Linked DNA regions of Gossypium hirsutum: region 1 is linked to region 2. The links are chromatin contacts, called in public Hi-C maps. All regions are on one chromosome and are shown on one strand. The core of a region is the stretch at or near the end of the contact, and the rest is flanking DNA. Distances in the headings are between cores, read along the strand shown. Region 1 holds the start of LOC107922304 (probable LRR receptor-like serine/threonine-protein kinase At2g16250). Region 2 has its middle 33 kb from the start of LOC107922585.

Evidence for each region. A called contact is a pair of places that touch in the nucleus more often than the background predicts.
Region 1: a contact with region 2 is called in a Hi-C map of leaf, with 1.6 times the contacts expected there. The contact joins the promoter of LOC107922304 here to the enhancer-like site in region 2. A contact is called at or near these places in 4 of 34 Hi-C or Micro-C datasets (callus, fibers and leaf).

What each region holds. Positions count from the first base shown.
Region 1 is chrD01:19,346,354-19,352,424 of Gossypium_hirsutum_v2.1, forward strand. LOC107922304 (probable LRR receptor-like serine/threonine-protein kinase At2g16250) reads left to right here and starts at 3,740. Exons shown (of 5, transcript XM_041087259.1): 1 at 3,740-4,377; 2 at 4,601-6,071. The coding sequence starts at 4,660.
Region 2 is chrD01:19,305,772-19,311,379 of Gossypium_hirsutum_v2.1, forward strand. No RefSeq gene overlaps it. Among protein-coding and RNA genes, the nearest start is that of LOC107922585, 33 kb to the left of the region's middle. Within about 2 kb of position 3,355, at least 3 of the 9 cell types and tissues checked have an H3K27ac peak or open chromatin away from gene starts, as enhancers often do. A contact at or near this core is called in leaf, where this site is marked.

The DNA.
Region 1 (6,071 bases), core at 2,490-4,989, 41 kb after region 2:
AGCAACTTAAAAAAAGAAGATTGTGTACTCTTTTTTCTTCATTAGATTTTTTTTATTGGTATAAGTATTGATATCAATGTAAGAGGATGTGGGTTCCCCGTGTATAGGAGTTATATATAAGTGAAAGTGGATATTCTTACAAAAGAAAATCCTCTCCTAATTCTGTTTACAAACTTTCTTCTTACTTATATTTTCTTCTTCAATTGTTCCAAAAAAGAGAACATAGGAGAGCTCTACATAGAGCCGAAGTTGTGAGAAGTGAAGTCTGGATGTAGAGAAATTGAGAAATTGGTAAGTTTTTTAACCTTTCTATACTCGATATTTTGAGAAAGAGGGAGGGCTAGAGCTCCTAATAAGTTTCTATAAACTGGTTCTGATGTTTAAGGCTAATTACCTTCGATTTAACAGATAAATGATTGCCATGCTTAGTTGCCAAGATAAAGGAGGCTCTAGTGTTTAGACAAGCTAAGCTGACGAGGATAAAGGAAACAAAGTGAGTTTTTGTACTCTACTTAAGGTGGGTAAGGAAATTGAGTTGATGAATTATTTGTGTTGTGACTATTCTGGGTTGTCTAAATCTATTGTTGTGTGTAAAAATGGTGATTGAGCATGTTGTGAATGCATAACCTTGTATAAGTATGTGAATATTTGTAAGTATGATAATTGAACGTCAAACGATTATCACGTGGTGTTGAATATATATGGCATACTTTGTGTTATGTATCAAGTACCTTGTTTGCATGAAATGTATGAGTAGTTTATATACAGAGTGCGGAGGTACTTACCTTGTCGAGGTAGATGAAGATAGTAAAAATTGGTGTAATGGATGAATGGGCAGATTGAAATGGGGATTCAATAGAGTTTGGATGGCATCGTGAAATGTTATCTATTGGTTCACTAGAGTGACACCATGACGACGGTCTATCGACTCTATGGAGCAACACTGTGACAGCGATACGATCCTTCGAGGCAACACCATGAAAGAGGTTAAGGTGTGAGATCATAGCTCAGCTATGGCAACTAATAGAGTCCGCCAGGACATTAAAAATAGGGATTACATGTGTAAGACCATAGCTCAGCTATGACAACACATGGATTCCTTTAGGCCATTAAACATGGGGATTACATGTTTAAGACCATATATCTGTTATGACAACATATGGGGATTGCAAGACAGTAAACCAATAATCCAACCAAAGAATAAAGAAGAAGTCGCGGTGTGACTTATGTCAAGTTGCGAGACAGAATGGTCTTGGCACGTTTGGGGAACGCAAGCAAACGGGATAACACGAGGACTCGCCAAAGTGAAATGGAGAGTGAAGCGAAAGAAATGCCTCAACACCGGTTTGTGCAAAAAAAAGGAGAAATTCCTTAAACAAATTAGCATACATAGTACTAGTACCTACCAGTAAGAATCCGCCAGAAATATCACGAAACCCACATTGGCTGAACAGATACGAAAGGGATTATTATAGGTTAAGGTCTTAATTCGGCAATTGGCAAAGAGATAATCGAAAGGGTGAGAAGTCCATCAAGAGACCTTATAGGAGAAAATGCCCGCACAAGGCTGAATGACCAATAAAGTCTGCCAAAAAATTTCCAGGAAAGTATGCCTAGCTAGGACTACATAATGCAAAGAAAAGACCACTAAGACTAATAACAAAGAAGTCCGCTGGGAACTACTATGGTAGAGAGTCCTCCAAAAAATAGTGAGAAGAGGGAGTCCATTAAGGCCATGTAATATGGAGATACCTTGTAGGTCTACCAAGAGTGAAAACGACCAATGAATACCTGAGTATGAAATGGTACGCCAGGAACTACCTATCCATTGGAGTACCTTGAAAGATGGGATTAAAAGAATAAGTACTATGGAGTTACATCTTGGGCACTAGTCCGCCAAGAAAAAGAAGATATTAGAAAGATATCTTATGTAGGTAAGGATCTGTAATTATGGCAAATACTAGGTGGACGCCAATCGTTGTCGTCAGTCAGAAATAATGAATACAGGTACCAAGGATGTGACATAACATGAAAGTGGTATAACATAAGTCTGAACAACAATAAAATAGGGTAAGACCCATGAGAGAACATCTCTAGATAGAACATGGTTATGACCAGTCCAGAGACTACGTCTGCCAATAAGCGACTCAGAGAGAATGAGGCATTGGCCTTATCGACTAAGTTCGCGAATCCTCCTATAAAATTCAGGGAGTTTAATTCTGTACATAGAGTCTTATTTTCTTAAGATTTAAGCAATCTTCCATGAATTTTATGTACATATCTCACTAAGTTCTTCTGAACTTATAAAATTATTGATTGGGTATAGGATAGATAATGACTTGAAAATAAAGAGGAGGGACTAAGCCAAACCCCACCAGAGTTAGAGGTGGGAGTGATAGCTATTTCATATATAGAGAGGGGTTTCCTTGGAGGCCACGCCTCAGGATTTAAGTGATTGTGTTAGTAACTGAGTCTTAATTTGAAACTTATAAATGGATGTGGGAATCGAAATTGTAAAAATTATCGCCAGTTTTGTACGGATCTTAATAGTTTGGTTTTGAAATTTAAGTTGTTCAAGTATGAAACGAATGTAGAATTTTAAATAGTGTTGAGTTATTGGGTTATTGTCTCATCTTGTACCTGGACCTGATGATTGGGTCGGGTATTAGGTGTTACAGCCTTGCTTGACACTTCTCCACACTATGGACTCGTCGCCAAGGATAAAGACACAATTCAATGTCAATTTCCTCGAATCTCAACACGTTTTAAAATCAGAGTCTATATATCTGATAGGAGTTAAATCCCCTCTGAAATATACAAGCATGTAATCCTTAGTTCTCCATAAATACTTGAGTATATGCTTAATTTTTTGCGCGTGTTTTGGATCGGGATTCACTTGATATTGACTTACCATTGTTACTACATAACAAACATCTAGACGTGGGTATAATAGCATAACATACATGAGATTTCCTACTGCCAATGCCATAAAGCATAAGGAACTTTTCTCTTATGTTCTCTTTCTTTTGCTACCTTGAGATAGTCTTCTAAAGAAAAAATCAAATCTCAAAACAAAAGGTTATGATCCCTTTTTTGAATTGATCATTGTAAAACGTTTCAATAGCTTGTCTATTTATGAACCTTGCGATAAAGCTATCACTTTATTCTTTCTATCCCTAAGTATTCAAATTCCTAGAACATAGTTAGATTCACCTAAATCTTTCATACTAAATTGTTGGGTTAACCACAATCCGATGACAATTTATCTACAACATTCCAATGAGTAGAATGTCATCGACATACAGAATTAGAAAAACTAGCTTTCCATCCACAATACGTTTATAAACACAAATTTCATCAATGTTTTGCTCAAAATCAAAAGTTTGATCGCTTGATTTAATTTAATGAATTATATCAAGGTTAATAAATTTAAAATGATTACTTTTAATTGGATTTAATTTTAATTTTTTAATGAAAGAAGTTAAATATATTTGATTTAATTTTATTTTTTATTTTTTGTAATTAAAAGTGAAAAAATAAACAAATAAAGAGACAATTATAAGTGAAACTCTCTTCAAATAGGATGGGTAAGTGAAAGAAAAAACTTAAAATCTAAATGGCTCGAGTGTGAAAATTATCCAACTTCAAATATCATATAATTGGAAAAAGAAATAAGAATAGTTGATGAAGGTAGAGTAATAATAAAGCACAAATTTCATCAGGTAAATGTCGCTGAAGAAGACTTTTAAGACTTGATCCATATATCCCCACTCTATTTGCCACTTACAACACTTTGTATTTTGATTGATTATGATGTGAAAACGAAAGGATTCACCCTTTTTTATTTTATTATTCCATATTGTTGTTGGGTATAGGCTGAGTGGGTTTTCAGGATCAAGATTCCACCTTTTCTTTTTTTAAGGTATAATAATTTATTTGAACAATTTTAGTTAATTTTTTACAAAATTTGAGTGGAAAAAAAGAATTCCAAGTCAATGAAGCATAAAACTCCATATCACCATTGATGCTCTGAGTGAGTAGTAATAATCAAATTGAAAGGTTTAGAGTCTTTTGAGTTTGTTGAAATGGTAGGTTCACTAAATAGCTCCGGTGGATAGTAAAGTAAAACTGTATTTGCAGAAAGCCCTGCGGTTGGGCAAACAAACCCTTCCCTCATTTTTTTGCTTTCATCTCATTAATGTCACCTGACCCTCCCTTCCCTTAAAACCCCGTGCCATCATTCATTTTTTCTTTGAATTTCTTTTGGATTTAATACATCAAGTTCTATTTGATTTTTCTTTTATTTGTATAAATTATTATTAATTCGGGATCGGCGGTAAACAACATCGAATGCAGAATCAAAGCTCGTGATTGGTGGTAAGAATTTACCAAGAATAAGAATTTTTTTTAATTTTTTCTCTCTCTATTTTTGAGTAATAGTTATTACTTAATAACCCCCCCCTCTTTTTTTCTTTAATTTTACTTTCTGTAAATCAAGTAAGAACATAAAATGCACAGATTAGTAAGAGAAAGAGAGCTCTCTGATAGTAATGGTAATGGTAAACATACGAAACTAACAGATTTTTATTTTGTTAGGAAGAAGATGAGTTAGACACTTAGCCGCCATTGAAGTTCATCAGCATCAGCTTCGCATTATCAATGGAAGCTCAAAGAAATGCGTTATCAATATTCTTGTTAGCTGTAATCTTGTTCTTGATCCAGTGCGTGGTAGCTCAGAAAGCTCGGTTAAGTTCTCCAATCGAACGGCGGGCATTGCTGGATCTCCGCGCATCTTTAGGTCTCCGAGGCAAAGATTGGCCCATCAAGTCCGACCCCTGCTCGTCGTGGCTCGGTATCGAATGTCGGAACGGCTCCGTCTCCAAAATCAGTGTTTCCGGTTTAAAAAGAACCAGACTTGGACGACTCAGTCCCAAGTTCAATGTTGATTCTATGGTTAACTTGGCCCGGTTAGTTTCCTTCAATGCCTCTGGGTTCCCGCTTCCCGGGTCAATACCGGATTCGTTCGGAAACCGGTTGGCTAATCTCGAGGTTCTTGATCTCCGCTCATGCAATATCTCCGGTTCAATCCCTGGTACGCTCGGTAACTTGAGTCGACTCACTTCTTTGTATCTTCATGATAACAATCTTGCTGGTTTGATTCCTGCTACATTGGGACTATTAAGGAACTTAAAATTTCTTGATCTTTCGGTTAATTCGCTTACCGGTTCGATTCCCTCAAGTTTTGGGTCTTTTGGAAACATGGAAAGGCTTGAACTTGCTTCAAATTACTTATCTGAGTCAATTCCACCTAGTTTAGGCACTTTACGAGGTCTTCAAGTGTTCAATGTTTCAGATAATAATCTTTCTGGTTCAATTCCTATTCAGTTTGGCAATCTTTCAAGGCTGGTTAAGCTTGATCTTAGTAGGAATTCTTTGTACAGTTCGTTGCCGGAGGAATTAAAGATGTTAAGGAGTTTAAAAATGATGATAATGGAGGATAATGAGCTAGAAGGACGTCTGCCAGTCGATTTGTTTTCAAGTCTTGTTGAGTTGCAAGTTGTGGATTTGAGTAGGAATAAGCTTGATGGTGCTCTTAATGCTACAATTTGGTCAATGCCTAAATTACAGTCCCTTGATGTATCAAGCAACAACTTTACTGGTCCATTTCCGGGTCTTAGATCTAATATTAGTGCTACTACAGCTGCCATGTTCAATCTGTCGAACAATTTCTTTTATGGAACTTTGAATTTTTCACTCGGGATGTTCAGATTCATTGATCTCTCTGGCAACTATTTTGAAGGCAAGGTAGTAGTAAACAACACGAAAAGATACGCTATTATTGACAGGAATTGCCTTCAGGCTTTGAAACAGAGGACTTTGGAGGATTGTAGACTTTTTTACACTGATAGAGGGCTAAGTTTTGATAATTTTGGAGCACCCGACACAATGCAGCCACCTCCTGCAGAATCTAGTTCGGAGAGCAGGAAACGGTTGATATTTATTTTGGCTGGAGTAGTTGGAGGACTTGGCTTCATTGTACTATTGGTTCTGATTCTAGTGCTCGTCTTGAG
Region 2 (5,608 bases), core at 2,105-4,604:
GAGCCAAAGGCTCCAGGCAATAACCAAGCACCGAATTCCCAACTTTTCATCTGTTAAGCGCAACATTAAATCAAAAAAATTCATGAACCATCGAGTGCTGCAACTAGCAACCTACAACATCCCATATTTCCCAAGCTCGAAGATAACCTAGCAGCACATGATCTAAATTTTTGACTTCATCGCAAACTAAGCATGCAACATCCCCAATCACTCCTTTGTCTACTAATCGAGCTTTCATAGGAACAAAGCCACATAGACATTGCTAAACAAAGTTCGTTGCCTTTGGGGCAAGCCAGCTATCCCACAAAATCGACCTAGGCTCTTCTACAAATGTTGCTCAATATTCATGGTGGTGGTCAATGCTAATTTGTAGCTGGATTGAACAAAATAATTCCCATCCATATTGAAATGCCAGACAAGATAATCCATCATTGGGTAATACGGAACTAGTAGCCACAAAACACGTCCAACATCAAATTGTGTAAGAATGACTTCAATAAAATCCTTATCCCAAGACCTATCATCAACAATTAATATATCTTTCACTTTTAAATTTTCCATACCCGGGAGAGGCAATGGTTCCACAAAAAAATTCTCATCATCATTAATCCTAAGGTGGTTAAAAACCTCAATACTGCCACCATCCCCAAACTGCAAACGACAGCCTTGTACTAGTAGTGGCCTAGTAGCCAATAGGCTCTGCCATACGTAGGATGGATTTGATCCCTCATATGCTTCAAGAAAGTTACCATTAGGAAAATATTTAGCTTCGTAGAGACGAGATAGCAACGTATTGGGATTCGAACGAAATCGAAAAGCTTGTTTGCCAAGAATGGCCAAATTGAAGCAACATAAATTCCAGAAATCTATGCCACCAAACTTTTTAGGAGCGCATAACTTGTCCCAAGCCGCCCAATGAATGCCCCTACGGTCAGAAGAGCTCGAACCCCACTAAAAAGAGTTCATCATCTTCTTTAGCTCATCCCATATTAAAAGGCAACAAAAAACATTCATACAAAAGACAGGAATGGACTGAGCTACAATTTTAAGTAGTACCTCTTTCCCCAGCTTTAGAAGTACCTTATTCTTCTAGCAAAAGATGCGCTTACTGAGCTTCTCCCGCACAAAGGAAAAAATCTACTTCTTGTTACGAGCAATTAAAGATGGAAACCTAAGATAGCAACCATAATTAAGAGGGGCAGTAACCCCCAAAGTTGCTATGATGGACTCACACATGAAGAGGAGAGTGTTAAAGCTAAACATAATAGTTGATTTCTAATAATTAATCGCTTGCCCAAACCCGCTTCATTATTTTCAACATTTTTGCAATCCGAATGAGAAAGCCGAAAAAAATAAAAAACTGTGATGCTAAACTATCAATAATCCTCCAAACCTTAAGGTTGAGGATAATTACATGCTAAAATGCCTTCAACTAACCTACATCCTTTTCAAGTAACAATAATACTTCTAGATATAAGTATAATCCAGATTATCCGAACTGGTTTGTCTGTTGCATTTTTCATAGGTTGGACCAAGTCAATATGCCATCAACTTTGTGGCGGACTACTCTTCAATTATTGCATGCAATGATGATTAAGCAAAGTTGTTAGTATATATTTTATAGTCACACGTCATTTTCATCGCTTTAGTATTCATTAGTTTTACTATTCTCTATCTATTTCTTGTTAAATAATGATAATACTTTAGAAGAAAAAAATTAAAATATTTCACAAGTGCTTATATTTTTGGTAAATTTAAATTTAAATTTAATTTTTTATATTTTTATTTTTAAAAGTTTAATTTTTTTTTATTTTTTAAAATTTAAATTTAAGTCAAATTGTTAATATTATTAAGATTATTTTGTTAAATTCAACTTTATTACAACGTCATTTTTTAGTTGCATTAATTGTTAGTTGCATTATTATTAAGTAAGTATTTTTTTTATTTATAATATCACATTAATAAATTTAAGAAAAAAATTAACAAGTGTTAAAATTGGAATTAAATGTTGAAATCTAAAAAATAGAGAAACTAACTTCTTAAAAGTAAAAATACAAAAATTAAATTCTAAATTTGTGAAGAATTCAAGGACCTATATTATATTTTAACAAAAAGATTCTTAAAATTTACCTCGATTCTTTCAATCATGATATGTTTAAAATAATTAACACCATATAATGAGGTAACATGATTTATTTTAGGGCTAAATAAGGTCGTTTTTATTTCATTCACTTTATTTTTCTACTATTAATTTGGTCAACCAATTTGACAACTCTTTCGTTAATGGTAATAGAATGCTGACTATGCATTTCTATGTTAATCACCCTAAAATTAGGGTAAATTACCTGTTAGTCACTTTAAATAGAGGTTGTTTTTATTTGGGTTGTCCTAAAAAAATACGTGAAAATGTATCGTTAATCTTTCCATTACCATTTAATGATGGAGTGACCACTTTAAACAACTTTTTTTAGAGTAACCAAATTAAAAAAAAATAGAGTGATGAAAATAAAAACAAACACAAATTAATGTGAAAAACAAATTAATTTACCCTTTATTTTATTTTTATATCTCCAATCAATGAAATATATAGGTTGACTTAAAACACCTTAAAAAGGTATGTTCTTTGTTGCGGTAAAAAAACACCTTCAACTCAAAAGTATTTTTTCACTACAAAAACAATAAAAAATTTAATTTTCGGAGTCAAAAGTGCAGTTAAAAAATACTTTTTTCACTTGCTTTTGGCTTGTGTTTGGAAGAGCTAGCTCTCCATCGTTATTGTAGTTGAAAAGCATTTTTAGAAAAAGTGTTTTTGAAAAGTATGCTACAAAAATGTCGTAAAAGAATATTTTCTATTGAAGTTGAAGGTTAGAATGTCCTTTTTAGATATTAAAAATAATTTGTTAGGTTATATGATATTTAGATAATTTAACATCAAACATAAATTTTAAATACCTTTTAAGTAATTAATCTAAATTATTTGTAACATTAATAATGTATAAAATATTTCAAAAAATTAAATATAAAAATAAATAAATTTTAAATAAATTAATATAAAACAGAAATCAATTTAATTTTTATATACCTTTTGAATATAAACAAAACTATTTATTGTAAAAATTATTAAATACTTTTATTTATATTAATTGTTTGAAATTAATTAAAAATACAAATTCTATTGGCATGTAAACAATTTAAAATAAAAAAAAAAATCTCAGCTCGATGCCTTGTATTGGCATATTTCTGATCTAAAACCAAAGAGATGGTTGATTAAAAAAGTAAGTGTTAGATTGGACCGTTAAAAATGATGTTACACGTGAGCCGATAAAGTGGCGTGAATATTTATATTAAAGGCGTTGACTGTCGGGGACCACGTTTGGAGTCCGCGTTGGAAATTGCCACGTCGACCACTATTTCTTTAGCTTTTCATTTCTGTCCCTATAGAAGCCGTCGCTATTACTTTCGTCGGGTTATTGTTGAATAATGAAAGGTGCGTTTGACCATAAACAATGAAATTAAAACCAAAAGAACAACTTTATCGGTTAATCACCAACGCTTCCTTCATGCTTACATAAACTTCTATTAATAACTATACTTAATTTTTTCAAGGGAAGGTATGGGATTTCAGAGTCTTTTCTTTGTGCAACTGCTCGTGATAAGTTCTGTTCATTTTTTGGGTTCCAGTTTTAGTTACCTGCAGTTGGTGGTAGTTCTTTTTTCTAAGTGTTCTTTAAAGTTGTTAGTAACTTTTTTTTGATAATTTTTGAGTTGGAATTAAATTATTATTTGGAGATTGAATTTGTTAACTTTTTTTATGGGTTTAAATTTTTTCTAAGTTAGGCTCTGAATTTTATAATTATTCCTACATTAGGTTTGAACTTTTTTATCTAAGTTAATCCATGAACTTGATAATTGTTTTCATATTAGGGATTGAATTTGCCAATTGTTCTCACATTGAGGCTTGAACTTTAGGGCTGTCAAGGACTAACTTGGACAAAAAAGTTCAAGCCTCAATGTGGAAATAATTACCAAATTCAAGGCCTAACTTGAATAAAAAAAATTCAAGCCCCAATGTGAAAAATTTTGCCAAGTCCAAGCCCCAAATAATATTTTAACCCTTTTGAGTTTTTCTTCAAGTTCAATGTTACTTATGATGGTTTATCGGAGGTGACGCCAGAAATTTTCTTGGAGAGGCTGGAAGTAAATTTTAAATGTTTCAGGAGGCTAAAATGAAATGTTACCATTGTACTAATTTATATTCTTACAATTTTTAAAGGAGCTCTAAAGCAATTCTACCACTTTACGAGGGAGGGGGGAGGGGCAAGGCCACAACCAACCCTCTCTAGCACCACCACTATGGTTTACATGGTGGAAAAACTAGTTCAAGGGTGGAAAATGTCAAGAATGCATCTATGAACCATTGAAACAAATCATTTGTAAAGAAGAAACAATGAAAAAAAATGAAGGAATAAATTGATTTGTCTTGTTCTCTGTTTTCAAAGTTTTATATAGTGTATATGAGTAACTGATATCATAATGTAACACCCTCACCCGACCCGATCTCTGAATCTAGATACGGGGTGCCACAAATGAACTAAATTGTATAACACAAATTTTTTACTTAACAATTTTAAAGATTGATTTTATTTCTTAACATAAATGTTCCTACACCAGAAACCTTAAATTAAATGAAAATTTACTATCTCAAAATTTCCGAGCTCTAAAGAGATCTACTCAAGTACAATGTAATTGACCCCCAGGCAAGCCTTTAAAGATACCCCCTTTTTCTTATGTGCATGACACTAAATTAAAATTGATCTTGAATCCAACACGACCTAGATTGGTCCCTTCCCAAGTTCATTAATTACCCACGAGTCATACAAGCACAAGCCAAAATTCTATAAGTTCAAAAGAACTTAGTGAGTCTCTTAACTCGAAAGACCCTATCTTATGGGGGTAGTAAATGAAAAGAACCTAAATATGTTTAACTCCCTACTCATTTTGGGGAAAATTTGCCTTAACTCGAAATAATGGTCTTTAATCTAATTACTGAGCTCATCTATTTGTGGTTAAACTGTTAACCAATTTTCCTTTGTTAAATCCTATAACCTTTTGACTATTTTCTACGTTCCCTTGGGTGTTACACCATATTCACTGACTTTGTCCTTACTATACTTGCATTCTTTCATTCATTTATGCCAATGTTGGATTCTTCCTTTCACCATCTTCTTATAAGGTATTCTTTTAGCCTACCTTCCTAATCTCCCCTTTGGTTATGTCCTCCTTGGCGAACATTCCATAGCTGATTAATCCTTGGCAGACTCCCTTTTCTTACCATAGTCTTGGAAGACTGGCTGACATTATTCCGTTAGGTTATCTAATGAGGACCCATACCATTTTGGCGGGCTAAGTCCTAATTGGTTGTAACTCGCCTTATTTATGATACCTTACTTTCAAGTGTAACATGCTCGTCTGCTGTAGACCACTTTGACCTACAGTACCATCAGATTGTCATTTGAGTTCATGATTTCTCTTATATGTTGGTTCCCTACGGAACTAGCCATTTGGCTAGTACTTCCTCAATAATTTCCCTCTTAAAGAGAAATAGTCT